2 separate regions of the Columba livia genome follow, and region 2 is linked to region 1. The links are chromatin contacts, called in public Hi-C maps. All regions are on one chromosome and are shown on one strand. Each heading gives the region's core, a stretch centred on a gene start, on an enhancer-like site or on the middle of the called end of the contact. The rest is flanking DNA. Distances are from core to core; before and after follow the strand shown. Region 1 holds the start of LOC102088842 (torsin-1B). Region 2 holds the start of CRAT (carnitine O-acetyltransferase).

Region 1 (6,014 bases), core at 2,007-4,506:
GTCAAGAGATGAACCCTGTGGAACGAAGTAAAAGGAATTCTCCATTTTCTGGGGAAAGTAACTTACTGTTCTTATTATTGAAGACGCCTACAGAGAGCATGGGCTCCAGGTCTTTCAGCTGAATCTCTTCCCTCTGCTTTCCACTTGTCCAGAAGTCAAGGGCTGCTTTATTAATTAAGTCGCCACCCGCATTGCTATTTGTAAAAGAAAAATGTACAGTGGTGACTACAGACGCAACTGAAACAGAATTTCGTTTTTAACCGTTATACACATTGCTAATCTTGATGTCAAACAAATCACCAAAGCAGAAACCCGTCAACCAAAATTTAGGGCAAGCCTTCAGTTCTTTAAATAGCCATCAGGACGTGTGGGGTTGGCCCTGGCAGCAGCCAAGCACCTACACGGCCACCTACTCCTTTCCTCCTCAGCGGGGTGGAAAGAGAAAATAGGAAGAATAAAAGTGAGAAGACTGGTGGGTCAAGATAAAGACCATTTAATAGGCAATGAAAAGAGGAGGAAAAAACCCCAAGGAAGGCTGAGGAAATCACTCACTGCCCCCCAGTCAGACCAATGCCCAGGCAGTCTCCAAAGAACCATCACCTTTGGAAGCTGAAACCCCCCTTCTTTCTCTACCCCGTTTTTTATTGCTGAGTGTGACATTGTATTGAACATTCCCCTGGCCAGTTTGGTTCGGCTGTCCCAGCTGTGTCCCCTCCCATCCTCTTGGCCACCCCAGCATGGGAAAAAGAGGCAGCCTTGAGGCTTTGCAAGCAACAGCCAAAACACCGGTGTGTTATCAACACCGTTTCAGCCACAAATCCAAAACACAGCCCCAGACTGGCTGCTGGGAAGACAGTTAAATCCATCCCAGCCAGACTCAGGACATGGTGCACCCATCCCAGAGAACTTCCCCAAAACGTGAACTCTCGTACAATCTGTGCTCTGGACCAGGCTCAGGAGCCTCATCACATCAGACCTGCTCCACGACAGCCACAGGCCACACAATTCCTTACAGTGCTGCTCCCCTCTGTCTTTAGAGAGAGCATCTCCACTTCAGAGCGGTTCTTCAAATGAGATCCCACAGGAACATCATTAGCACCATAAAACCAGGTTAATCTCAACATCTTAAAATGACTGCAATAGGCGCTACAGACCTGAGGAAGATGAAGATGGCCTTCCTGTAGGACACCCCATCAACCTGCTCATAGTAGTCCAAGAACGGCTTGATGGCGTCAATGAGACCTGGGTGCATTTTGTCCATCTCATCAAAAATGAAGACAGAGTGGGGACAGACACTGACGTTGCCCCGAATCCAGTTCTGCAGTTGTTCCTGGAACAAGAGGTTGAAAAAACACTGAAAAACGAGGTCTCTTGGGGATGTGCTGCAAAACATTTGTATGTGACAGCCTGTGGGGACACCCTTTCAAATGTCAGCATCACGCACTCACTGGTTATACTTTTTCCTGAAGAAAGAACTGTAAAATCTGTGACTGATCCCTTTAAAATGTGACACTGAATTTAAATGTGAATTCTTTTCCTGCTCACAGATGAGACTTCCTGCTGGAATAAGGCACAAAAACCAAACTGAGATGGGAAATCTTGGAGAAGAGAAAGCTGCTTTTTAAGAAAAAAAACAAATCAGTGTTTCCTCTTTCATGCAGAAACCACGTCTATCAGAACATGAGTTTTGTGTAACTTCAAAGAGTAAAACATGACGATCAGAATCCTGCAACGTCCAGGAATGAAGTCACTTGAAAAATCTCATACTGGCTATATTTTCTCATTGCATAGTGTGTGGTGGGTTGACCCGGCCAGCAGCCAAGCGCAGCAACGAGATGGGGCAGAGAGGACAAAGAATAAAAGTGAGAAAATTAATGGATATAGATATAGTTTGATAGGCGATGTGAAGAGGAAAATAAATGCAAGCAAAGGGAATCACTCACACCCTTGACACATGCAGACCAATGCCCAGCCAGTGTTAGAGCAACGGCCACTTTAGAAGGCAAAACCCCCATCTTTTGTCTTCTTCTACCCCAGTTTTTATTGCTGATTGTGACAGTATAAATATCCCTCTGGCCAGTTTGGGTCAGCTGTCCTGCCTGTGTCCCCTCCCAATCTCTTGCCCATCCCTGCTCACTGTGTGTGGAGAAAAATAAGCCTGTTTGGAGGCTGTGCGAGCGCTGTTCCGTAACAGCCACAACAGCGGTGCGTTATCAACACCGCTTCAGCCACAAACGAAAAACACAGCACTGCGGATGGAAAACACCTCCGCCCAGCCGGCCCGTACGAGCGGTTTTAACGTCGGGATTCTTTCCCAACAGCAAGCGCCGCGGGGATCGGCAGGTGGCATCAGTGAGAGCCCCGCGCTGGAGAAATTACTCTCGATTTCTCGGGCTTTTGGTGCCTTTCTCTTTCACTTTCTGAAAGCGTTTCCTCCTCCATCTCTCCCCAGCACCAACTTTGGAAATACCCAGCTGTACAGCCCCAGCTGTCGGGGTCTGGGGGACTCACACAGCCCTGTACCAGGGGTTTCGGGGACTCGGGGTGACCGAATTACCCCGTGTGTCGCTCCTCACCTTGTAAAGCTTGACTTGCTCATGGTGGGGGAAGTGCAGGGTGGCCAGGAAGAGATGGACGAACTTGCTGCGCAGGCCGGCGGGGTGGACGCGCTCGGCCAGGATCTGGCTGAGGAAGTTCTTGCCAGTGCCGGCCCAGCCGTGCAGCGAGAGCGTCAGCGGCTTCTTGGGGCTGGGGTTGTTGCTGAAGCCCATCACGGCCTTCAGCACCACGTCCTTGGCCAGGTGCTGCCCGAAGAGCTTGGTGTCCAGCTGTGCCTTCAGCGCTGCGGGAGAGGGAGAGATCAGCATCGCGGGGCCACCAACGGGTGCCGGTCACTGGCCACACACCGCGAGAGCTTGGTATGGCCACCACGGCCACCGCCAGGCACACCGGGAGCCGGCCCGGGCAGTGCCCGGTTACCGGCCGAGCCCCGGGCAGGGTTGACGAGCCCAGCGCGCCCCCCCCGTCCCCGCCGTACCGGTGGCGTTGATGCGGTGCCCGGCACCGGGGCAGCACTCCACGTAGCTGCAGTAGAAGTTGGGGTGGGACAAGTAGCCGGTGAGGGCCGAGGCCACGCCGATGGCCAGGCCCACGCTGAGCGGCTCCAGCGCCGCCAGCCCCGGCAGCAGCAGCCAGAGCAGCCCCAGCGCCCGCGGCATGGCGGCCCCGCGCGCGAACGGCTTCCGGCCGCGCGCCGGCACACCCCTAGCCCGCCCCGCCCCGCCCCGCCCGTAGCCGCCGTCGCCGCCATCTTTGTGAAGGGCAAGGGCGGCGTTGGCTAATGACGTTGCCCGGCCGTGATGCAGCGGTGCGGGGATGACGTCATAGGCGCATTTTCCTCTTTGTAATACTTCGTTTGGGAATGTTTCTCATCACACACATACGTCCCTCTTTTGCTTACTCGGTACCACAGTTATCGCAGTGCCCTGTGTGGCTGTTCAAGGGCTCTACAGAAGGTGTCTCCGATGTACAAACGCCCAAATCGCTTCCAGGAAGGTTCCCATGTTGCCCGGACTCTGTCAGAGCTCCGTTGGAGACAACTCAAACGATAGTTTTACAAAGGTGGTTTAATGCTGCTGGAAATATGCTGGAAATCATCCGGACAAGTGTTTCCTTGGTGCAGCAGTCTGTGCGTTTGTCTGTCCTGAACACTAGGTGGGGTGTCGGACAAAGGTTTTAGTCCAGGATTTACAGGGTAGAACAACTTGTGCAGAAACGTGAGTCGTGCCTAGAACTGGAGAGGGGTGAGCACACATGTGCAGAGCTGAGCGCTTGTATTGTGAAACGTGATTTCTGGGGACACCACAGGCTGCCGAGGGCACACAGGCAATGTCAGCGGGGGACTGAGAACACCCAAAGTCATCCTGGAAAGGACAGAGAGTTTGAATACAGAGGTGAAGCTGTTTCGCTGGGGTCTACAGCTTCTCTTCTCTGTAAATCTGAATTAACGGTGCAGGCAGATGCGTTGCTCACCTCACAGGCTTCAGCAGATGTTTGGCCGTTCCTCTGCAGAAATGGGGTGTGATGCCATGAGGTCTGAAATGCATTGTCACCCCTGAGTCTCTCTGGGATAAAGTGTAGTTCCGACTTGTGTCTTGCAAAAGGTGAATTGGCTTCACTGTTTGTGGTCCGCCCTTTCAAACCTGGATGGTGTGGAGCTCCTTCTGACTGATGTGTGAAGGGAGCAATGAGGTGTCCCTAGTAAATATTTCATTGTGGTCTTGTGTCCTTTCACAAGGTCTCACCAGCCTTGGAGAGACCGCATCTCCCATAACACAGATAGGAAATGCAAAGTAGTATGCTAGAAACAACAGAGAGAAGGAGAATTACCTCATCTATGCAAAAAGAAGGGGTAGCACGGGACACATCTATAGATCTTCTCCTTTCCATGTGGGAGGGAGGTGGCATATATTTCCTATACAACTATAGGATGTATGCTGCATAACAGGTACCAGATGGGTGTTTAAATAACCTTCAGCTGCAGCATGTCATGCTGTTATCTCATTATCCCTTACAAGTTAAATGGGTTCAAGCTGGGCCTGGACACAGATGAGATGTCTAATAGCGGTGGTGCGGCTGACATTGATGGCAATTTCCTTGAACAGCCGTCTGGAAGCTCCAAGTGGAGCACAGACCCCGCAACACACAGTCCACGGCACAACATCTCGTTGCCTGTTGTGTTGTGCTGATGAGCACGTTGTTCTTCTGGTCTCAGCAGCCTCCTGTGCCCTGGGTCCAGAATTGGCATCTTGTCCTGTGTTCACACTGGTGCCCCTGCCCAGCACAGGGATGTCGCTTGGCCAGAGGGTCATCTTGGATCAGCTGCCACAATACTGAAGATGTGTAGCAGAGAAGAACTTCCAAACAGCACTTGGTGTGTGGTAGCTGGGTTAGGGTGTCCGTGATTTGCGGTGTTGGTCAGCGGTGGGAGTGTGTGGTGGGAAGGTGAGGGTGTGGGAGAGGTAAGGACATGGGGGGATTATAGGAAGAGGGAGGGTTTTGGGGAGCGCTGCTATGGGCTGCAGGATATAGGGTGTTTGCAGCAAGTAAATCAGAGTGCTAAAGCTATTGTGACAGGGGAGGTAGTGAAGATGGGGTGGATGTGTTGCACAGGGAGGTCAAGTACTTAAGGCCAAGGGTGAGCAGAAAGTCCCCATTGAGAGCTTTGCCTGGCCTTACTCTGCTTTCGGTGTGTTAGATTCTGTCACCCACCCGCAGTTTGATTTGTATGTTGTTGGTTTAAAGTCAGCGTTCTCAGGACTTCAGGCTCGCAGCTCCATGGCAGAGAGCCTGGAGAATTTGGGATACGGCTGGTTAGCGCGGCTTTCTGATCACGAGGCCACATACCTCACTGGAGAGCCAAGAAACAGCGTGTCTCCAGCCAGGGGACAGTGTGCTCAGAACCCGCGTGGCAGCCCTCCCTGGGTTCACGGAGTGCTAGAGGTTTCCAGGTAAGAACTGTAGGATCAATGAATCAATGCTTTTCCCAGAAAAAAAAGTATTTTTGTTGGAGAATGTATAAGGTCCTCGATATTTCCAAGTACTTTATGAAGGAGGTTTTGTGACATGGCTGCTGTTGTACATGAGGTGCTGGGCCGGCAAAAGGTTCTCGCTGAAGGTTTCTAATTGGAGAAGAAGAAGAGGGAGACTCATTTTTCCCTACGTTCAGTTTAATTTCTACCTAAACACACATCCTCTCTCCCTGCCTTCTGGCTCTGGATAGACACTCACTAACGCTCGGAGTTTTTCTGAGGGAAGTTTGGTTTATTTTTACCTTTTTTTTCCCCTCCCGTATGTGTGGTTTGGGTTTGTTTTCTTTCCCTCCAATTTCAGCGTCATCCTCCAAGTGCTTCTTATCCTAAACGTAGAGATGAGGCAGTGACAGGAAAGGGCTGCCACGCTGACGTACATTGGGATCTTTTCAGGGTGGGATTGTGGTGGGTTTTATCCAAATA
Region 2 (6,405 bases), core at 3,494-5,993, 210 kb after region 1:
TGTCTTCCTTTTTTACAAATCAACATTCATTTCTCTGGAGACAGGATGCAAACAATCCACCCCAGCGTGGGCCATTGTCTCATCAAGTCCTCCTCACCAAAAAACACCTTCTCGATCCCCGGAAAACACACTCCTAAGGACACTGCGAGGCTTCAGAAAGCATCATTGTGTTTGTTTTCACTCCTAAAGGGGTATTTCCCATCCAAAGAGACAGTGCAGGGGCTGGCCAAGGCACCAGCGAGCCAGTTTAATTATTTGATGTGTAATGAAGACAAGCCTCAGGTCGTGCTGAAGCACTGAGCTCCCCAAACAACTAACCATGCCTTGTTTTTCGGGTGTTAAGCCTGAACTGCGTTGCCCTGAACCGGACAACTCCAGCAAAGGCTAAGCTGGAGCAATTCAACAGATGGCAGCCCAGAGCCGCAGCCTTGCGCTCAGAGGACGCCGGGACACGGCCTCTTCCAGGTGGAAGCTATGAAGATAATTTCATGCTAAAGCTCTTTCAGAGCCCAGGGTGTAATATTTAATGCGAATGCAAACTGTTATGCATTAGATCAAGCTCTTCCCCTGGTCATCGGAACCAAGGACCCAGCCCTGTGGGAAGCATCGCTCCATCCCCACTCTCCAGAGCTCTCATCCCAGCCCGCAGCCCTGCACCAGGACACCGCAGAGCCAGAAACGCTCCGCACACTTAGCGGTAACTTGCATTAAACTCCTCTAAGCGCAACTTTTAGTAACAAGAGGCAGTGCCGCAGAGCACTGTTAAGGAAACCAGGTGCTAAAGTGAATTTATGAATTCTGCTAGAGTCACACAGCTCATCTTTTTAATCCTAGAAAATCTGTTCAGCCCCAGCCACCGTGGCAACATTTCGGCGACTGCTCTCCATGTTCCGGCAAGCTCAGGCACTGGCTCCTCACCATCCACCATCAAACTCCACCTCCTTTAAATATTATTAGCTGCATTTACATAGAAAATACTAGCCAGTGATGTCAGGAGCCTTTTCTGCAGCAGAGCAGTGCTGTCTAGCAGGCAGATCAAGGAACAAGGAATCCACAGCTGCAGGAACCACACAGAGTCTCCTACAGACTTGTCACGTATGCTCAGAAAGTCATTTAGCTTCTCTGCCTCTCAGGTTCCCCACGTACGGAACAAGCGCAGCCTCACCGCCTGCCGAGGGTGTTGGGTTCGTTCCTCCGCACAAGCGACAGCGAAACTCCCACGTACAAGGCTGAGAGGAACAACACACGAGGAGTTTAAATGAAAGACTCGTGTGCCTCTCTCCTAAAAATTCAGCACACAGTCCTCAGCGACTAGCACTGTAATAATGGAGCTCTTGTTTTAAAATAACTCATAACATGGACACAATGAGAAACTCCCGAGCAGCAGTGCAAAAAGACAAACACCGACGTGTTCGTTAACATGGGTCACGCATATAGACCAGGGCAGTGTCCCGGACCAGGGCGGGGGATCCAGGTGTTTGCCCAACATCTGTCTCACCGCAGAACTTGTTTCACCTCTTTGCATTTGTTTCTCAACCACCACTTCTTCTGACATGCGCTTTGTGCTTTTCCTCTTGAGGGGGAGAACACGGATACTCCAGGAAGGAAACACTGTGAGGTTTGGGGGTTACAGACTATAAAATGAATAAACAAGCGAATGTCCAAACCCAATAATGTGATGGAGATGGAAGCAGAATGGGTTAGGTTTATAAGTGAAACTTGGACAGTCTTACTCTTGTGGTGTGAGGAGGAGAACAAACTCAGCCAAGAGCTGGACTCTGCACCAGCAAACACGCCCCTCGGCAAGGGAGCCACGGAAAATGAGCTACAGCTGCCAGAGAACCGGCCGCCGGGGCAGCCCCAACCCCGGCCGCCCGTCCCCGCCGCGGGTGCAGCCCCGGGGGCCAGCCCCGAGCCGGCAGCTCGGGGCCCAGCCCGGGGAGGCCGCTGGTGGGGGGCCCGGGGATTGGGGGCTCCAGGGCCCCTTGGTAACCCCAGCAAAGCCTCTTCCCCCCTCCCGCCCCGCAGGCCCCGGCACTCGCCGCCGCCGCCTCCGCAGCGCGGGGCCTGGAGCGCCCGGACGGAGACCCCGTGAAGGGTGAGGCCCAGCACCCCACCCCAGCCCCCGAGACACCGCTCAAGGGCCCCCGGCGCTGCCCCCAGCCCAGAAGGCCCCGGAGCCGTCCCCGGCCCCTCACCTGCCCGCCGCTCGCTCTCTGCCATCTTCTCGGAGCCCGGCCACCGCCGCCACCCCTCACCTCTCACCTCCGGACACGCCGAAGCCACCGGCGGCCATCTTTGAGCAGGGCACGGCGCCCGGCCTTGTCGTGCCTGAGGCTGTCAGCGGGAGGCGCGGCTCCTCCCGGCCACCGTCGTGGCTCGCGCCGCCATGTTTGTGCGGGGCACGGCCTCCTCTGCCGCCGCAGGACAGCCATGTTTGTGCGGGGTGCTGCGGCGCCACGAGGAGCGGGTGTGTGCGGACGAGAGAGGGGGCGCGACCCGGCGAGCAGGGCGGCCCTTCTGACCAGCTCCCGGAGAAGGCAGCGGATAGAGGAGCCGCATCCCCGCTCCGACACCAACCGGGCGCAACCCCCCCGCACCGCGGGACTCTGCCCTTCCCCAAGATGGCGGTGCGGGCTTCGCCCCGCTCCAAGATGGCGGCGGGGCGGCCCCGCCCCCTAGCAGCCGGCGCGGGGCGGCCGGGCGGTGTCGCCCGGTGTCGCCGGTGTCCTTGCGGCGGGCGGCGGCCGGGGGAGCGAGCGGAGCCATGCTGGCCTTGATAGCGAGGTCTGCGGTGAGTGCCGGCCGCGCTCCTAGCGCGGGGACACCGCGGGGGGAGCCTCTAGCGGGCCCAGGACGGGGCTGGGGGGGTGAGGTGGTGGGTAGGCCGCGCCACCCGCCGGGGGGTGACAGCGGCCGGGCCGGGCAGGTGACACACGGCGCCCGGGCAGCCACGGGCGGCCAGCAGCGGCCTGGGCCCGGCGTGACGGGCGGTTGTGCCGCGGGGCCTCCCCGGGGCGGCCCTGCCGGGGGCCTGTGTGGAGGGGCCGGTGGGAGCCCCGCTCCGCCGCAGCGCTCAGGGTCCGGCCCCGCTCCCTCAGCCCGGGGGAGCGGCGGGGCCGGTGCCGGGACTCCCCGCGGGCCTCCGGGTGCGAGAGGGCGGACGGGGCTTGGCCGGCAGCGAGGAGCCGGGAGAGGCTGAAATCAGCGCTCCGGGCTGGTTCGGTTCCTTCAGCAGAGATGGAGCTCGGGGCTGGGGGGTGATGGACACCAGCCATGGCTGCGCAGGGCAGGGAAGCCCAAGGAACTGCCATCTGAGGCTTTCACCTGTAAAACACGGCATTCCCCGCAAAGAGAGGGAAGGTCACACACACAGCAGAGCTGTCAGCCCCGCACCTTAGCAACTGTTCATTGCAACCGCCGGCGGAGCCGGGGGAGGGGGTGACAGCAGCTCGGTGATGGATCCACTGAGGGCACAGGCAGGGCTGGTTGTCTCTCTGGGCTTCAAATTTAAAAATAAAAGACAAACCTCTGTCATCTGATCCCTTGCTGGGAATCAGACCCTGCTCTGAAATTCCTCCAGCCCCCCAGCCTGCAGGTGGATTTCCCTCTGGAAAAGGTCATCTGCTGCTGGAACGCGGACGGGAGCGACGCCAGCGAGCTGGCCCGTCCGCACGCTCTGCTGGTGTTCGCGTCCCCCGGGGTTTGAGGGGAAAGGTGGAGGGTTTGCTCTGCTCGCTGCCAGCTGCCTCCTCTGTTCAGCCGCGATCGCTGCTCTGCCTCCCCCCAAACACTTGAGTTTGACCTCAGACAAGCAGAGGACGTAAAAGAGGAAGGATACAAATCCACTCTATGTGTAACACGCAGTGTGTTCAGTTAATTTGGTTTGGGATTTTAGGGAAAATCTGAAACAGTTTTAAATTATCCTACTTGATGTTAGTCATGTATAAGACTGTGCTTGTCTGCCCTTCGATAGACCAGACAGACACAAAGGAGGGGGTGACATTCCTTGTGACTGCACAGTTCTGTTGTCATCCTGCTTTGGAGATACCTATTTATTTTATTTTTTAAGGGCTGACAACCAAAACTCCCCAAAGTCTCAGCTTGCCACAATAACCACATATGCACGGGGCTTAAGGGCAGTTAAGACGGCACCTTTAGCCCCAAACTGAATTCTCTTCCATCTCCAACTAATCCTACATCACCGCCAGTGATGTGGAGTCACTGTCCTGTTCCTGCAAGAGAACTGTCCTTATCCACCACCCTCTGGCCACCTTTACCTGAGCAAAGGGAGCAAATGCCCCATATTCTGCAGAAATGCTCCCTGCAGCAGCTTGTCCCATACGGTGACAGCCCACGGTGTCACCACCAGTTCATAAATTGGGGTTCCTCCTGCCCAGACAGAGATGTTCAGGCTTTTCCCAATGGCTGCTGTAGTTTCACAGTCCAGGCGAAGGCTGAGGGGACGATGTCCCCAGCACCTTCACTTGTGCCATGGCTGGACGCCCAGTGATTGAGCGGGTGACACCGAGCTGAGGGTCAGTGGCCGTGGGAGGGCTCCCCGGAATGTCACCTTCATGGCAGTCAGGTGGCGCAGCCTGATGGTCCGATCTCCACCCCGCCTCTCCGGGGCCTGTGTCTGGCCTTGGACCCTCTGGTCAGGGCAACCACGTGACAGTTTGCTAACGAGGTGACGCCCCGCGCGGGCAGCACGTTGTCAGGTGGAAGAGGAAACCGAGACAGGCCGAGGGAGAGGTTTCCATTCTTTTCTGTCCTCCCAGCCATGGATAGGAAACAGAAGCAAGCAGAGAAGGTACGGTATGCCCATGCTGTCATGATTAACACCCTGCATTTCTCCCCAGCCCTACTCTCTTTTCATGCTTCAGAAGTTCTCCCTTCTCTTGTTTTTAACATTCCTTCTCCAGACCTTGATCCCATAGTTTTCACCAGGTCCTACAAAGAGCACAGAGCATCTTCTCTGAGGGCTCAGTGCCATGCGGAGGCTTTGTCACCTTGCAGATTTAGCTTGCTCTCTTATTTTCTTTGTGCTTAACTCCTGGGAGGAGGTGGGGGGACAGCTATCTTCTCATTACCTTGGAAATCAAAGGGCACATTCTCTTTGGCTTTGCAAAGTCCAGAATCCTGTAGGAGAGTGTCTGATTCAGCAGATCCAACAGAGGCGGGGGAGCAGAGGGAACTGAAAACCTTCAGAGTGTAATTTAAACATCTTCAAGCCAAAGGATGTCCAACCCTGTTCACCCAAGACAATGTTGATTTTTGGGGGGAAAACTGGCAGGTTCATTTCCTGGTTAGTGACGGTGTTTGCTCCATTTTATTTCTCCACCAAGGAAAATGCAATGGTGCTTTCATTCCCATATGACCCCATCGGACCCCAGGAGCTTGTTGGCATCACCCAGAGTTTCCCAGAAAGCTTTTGCTCTTCCCTCTCCAAAGGCTCCTGTGACTTGGCCGGTCCCTTACTGGTACAACTGGACAGAGGTGGTTCTAACATAGCTGTGTCCTCCAGTAACTGGGAGGTTCAGCAGCATAAAGGAGCATTGCCCCAGAGCCAGTCTTTCCTTGCCTAATGTACCATCCCTGGGCAGTCAGAGAAGAGCTGTTCTCTAAATCCTATCTCTTCAAAACCCAAAGGGTAGTTTGATTTGGCTCAAGGGTTCTGTGAAACAGCTTCTGACAGTAGGCAAGATGAATATTTCTGTCATGACTTACTTTCTTCCCACTTACCATGCGATGGAAACGTTTGACTTTGTCAAATGCATGGGGACTTTCAGCTGGAAGGTGTCCAGAGGGTTGGAGATGTATCGTTATCCTCGCAGTACATCCTCTGACGAGCTGAGAATCAGTATCTTGGGGGACCAAGTTTCTTTTTTGCAGCTTTTCTGGATGTCCTACAGCCATCTCTAGCGTGCAGTCGGTAGACCTGCGCCTTGCCTTTGCGCTTCGTGTGCTCTGCTTCCATGCTGAAACACCTGTGCACCCTCATTGGGGCTGGGATGGAGACTCCCAGCTCCAGGTTGTTGCCTCCTGCACACTGGGGGGAAGTTGTGTCTCGACATTTGCTCTGTGCTTTGCAGGCCAGGCCCTATGGCCTGCTGAAGCCGGCAGCGTTAGGCAAGATCCCGGGCAGATTCCAACTTCATCAGGAAGCGCTGCCCCATCTCCCCGTGCCGCCGCTCCAGCAAACGCTGGACCGTTACCTGCTGGCTCTGCAGCCCATCATCAGCGAGGAGGAGCTGAACCACACGCAGGAGCTGGTGGCCGAGTTCCGCAAGCCGGGCGGTGTCGGGGAAAGGCTGCAGAAGGGCCTGGAGAGAAGAGCCAAGAAAACAGACAACTGGGTAGGTTGGGACGCTGGCCCCAGGGAGGGTGGAGGTTTGATGCCCA

The links. Hi-C and Micro-C count contacts between places; a contact is called where the count stands out from the background.
Region 2: a contact with region 1 is called in a Hi-C map of liver, with 2.6 times the contacts expected there. The contact joins the promoter of CRAT here to the promoter of LOC102088842 in region 1. A contact is called at or near these places in 2 of 2 Hi-C or Micro-C datasets (crop and liver).

The regions. Positions count from the first base shown.
Region 1 is chr19:5,196,806-5,202,819 of bColLiv1.pat.W.v2, forward strand. It overlaps LOC102088842 (torsin-1B), which reads right to left and starts at 3,257. Exons shown (of 5, transcript XM_065035233.1): 1 at 3,038-3,257; 2 at 2,577-2,842; 3 at 1,155-1,330; 4 at 67-194. The coding sequence starts at 3,218.
Region 2 is chr19:5,400,869-5,407,273 of bColLiv1.pat.W.v2, forward strand. CRAT (carnitine O-acetyltransferase) reads left to right here and starts at 4,744. Exons shown (of 14, transcript NM_001282839.1): 1 at 4,744-4,813; 2 at 6,096-6,359. The coding sequence starts at 4,784. PTPA (protein phosphatase 2 phosphatase activator) reads right to left here and starts at 2,397. Exons shown (of 10, transcript XM_065035846.1): 1 at 2,199-2,397. The coding sequence starts at 2,223.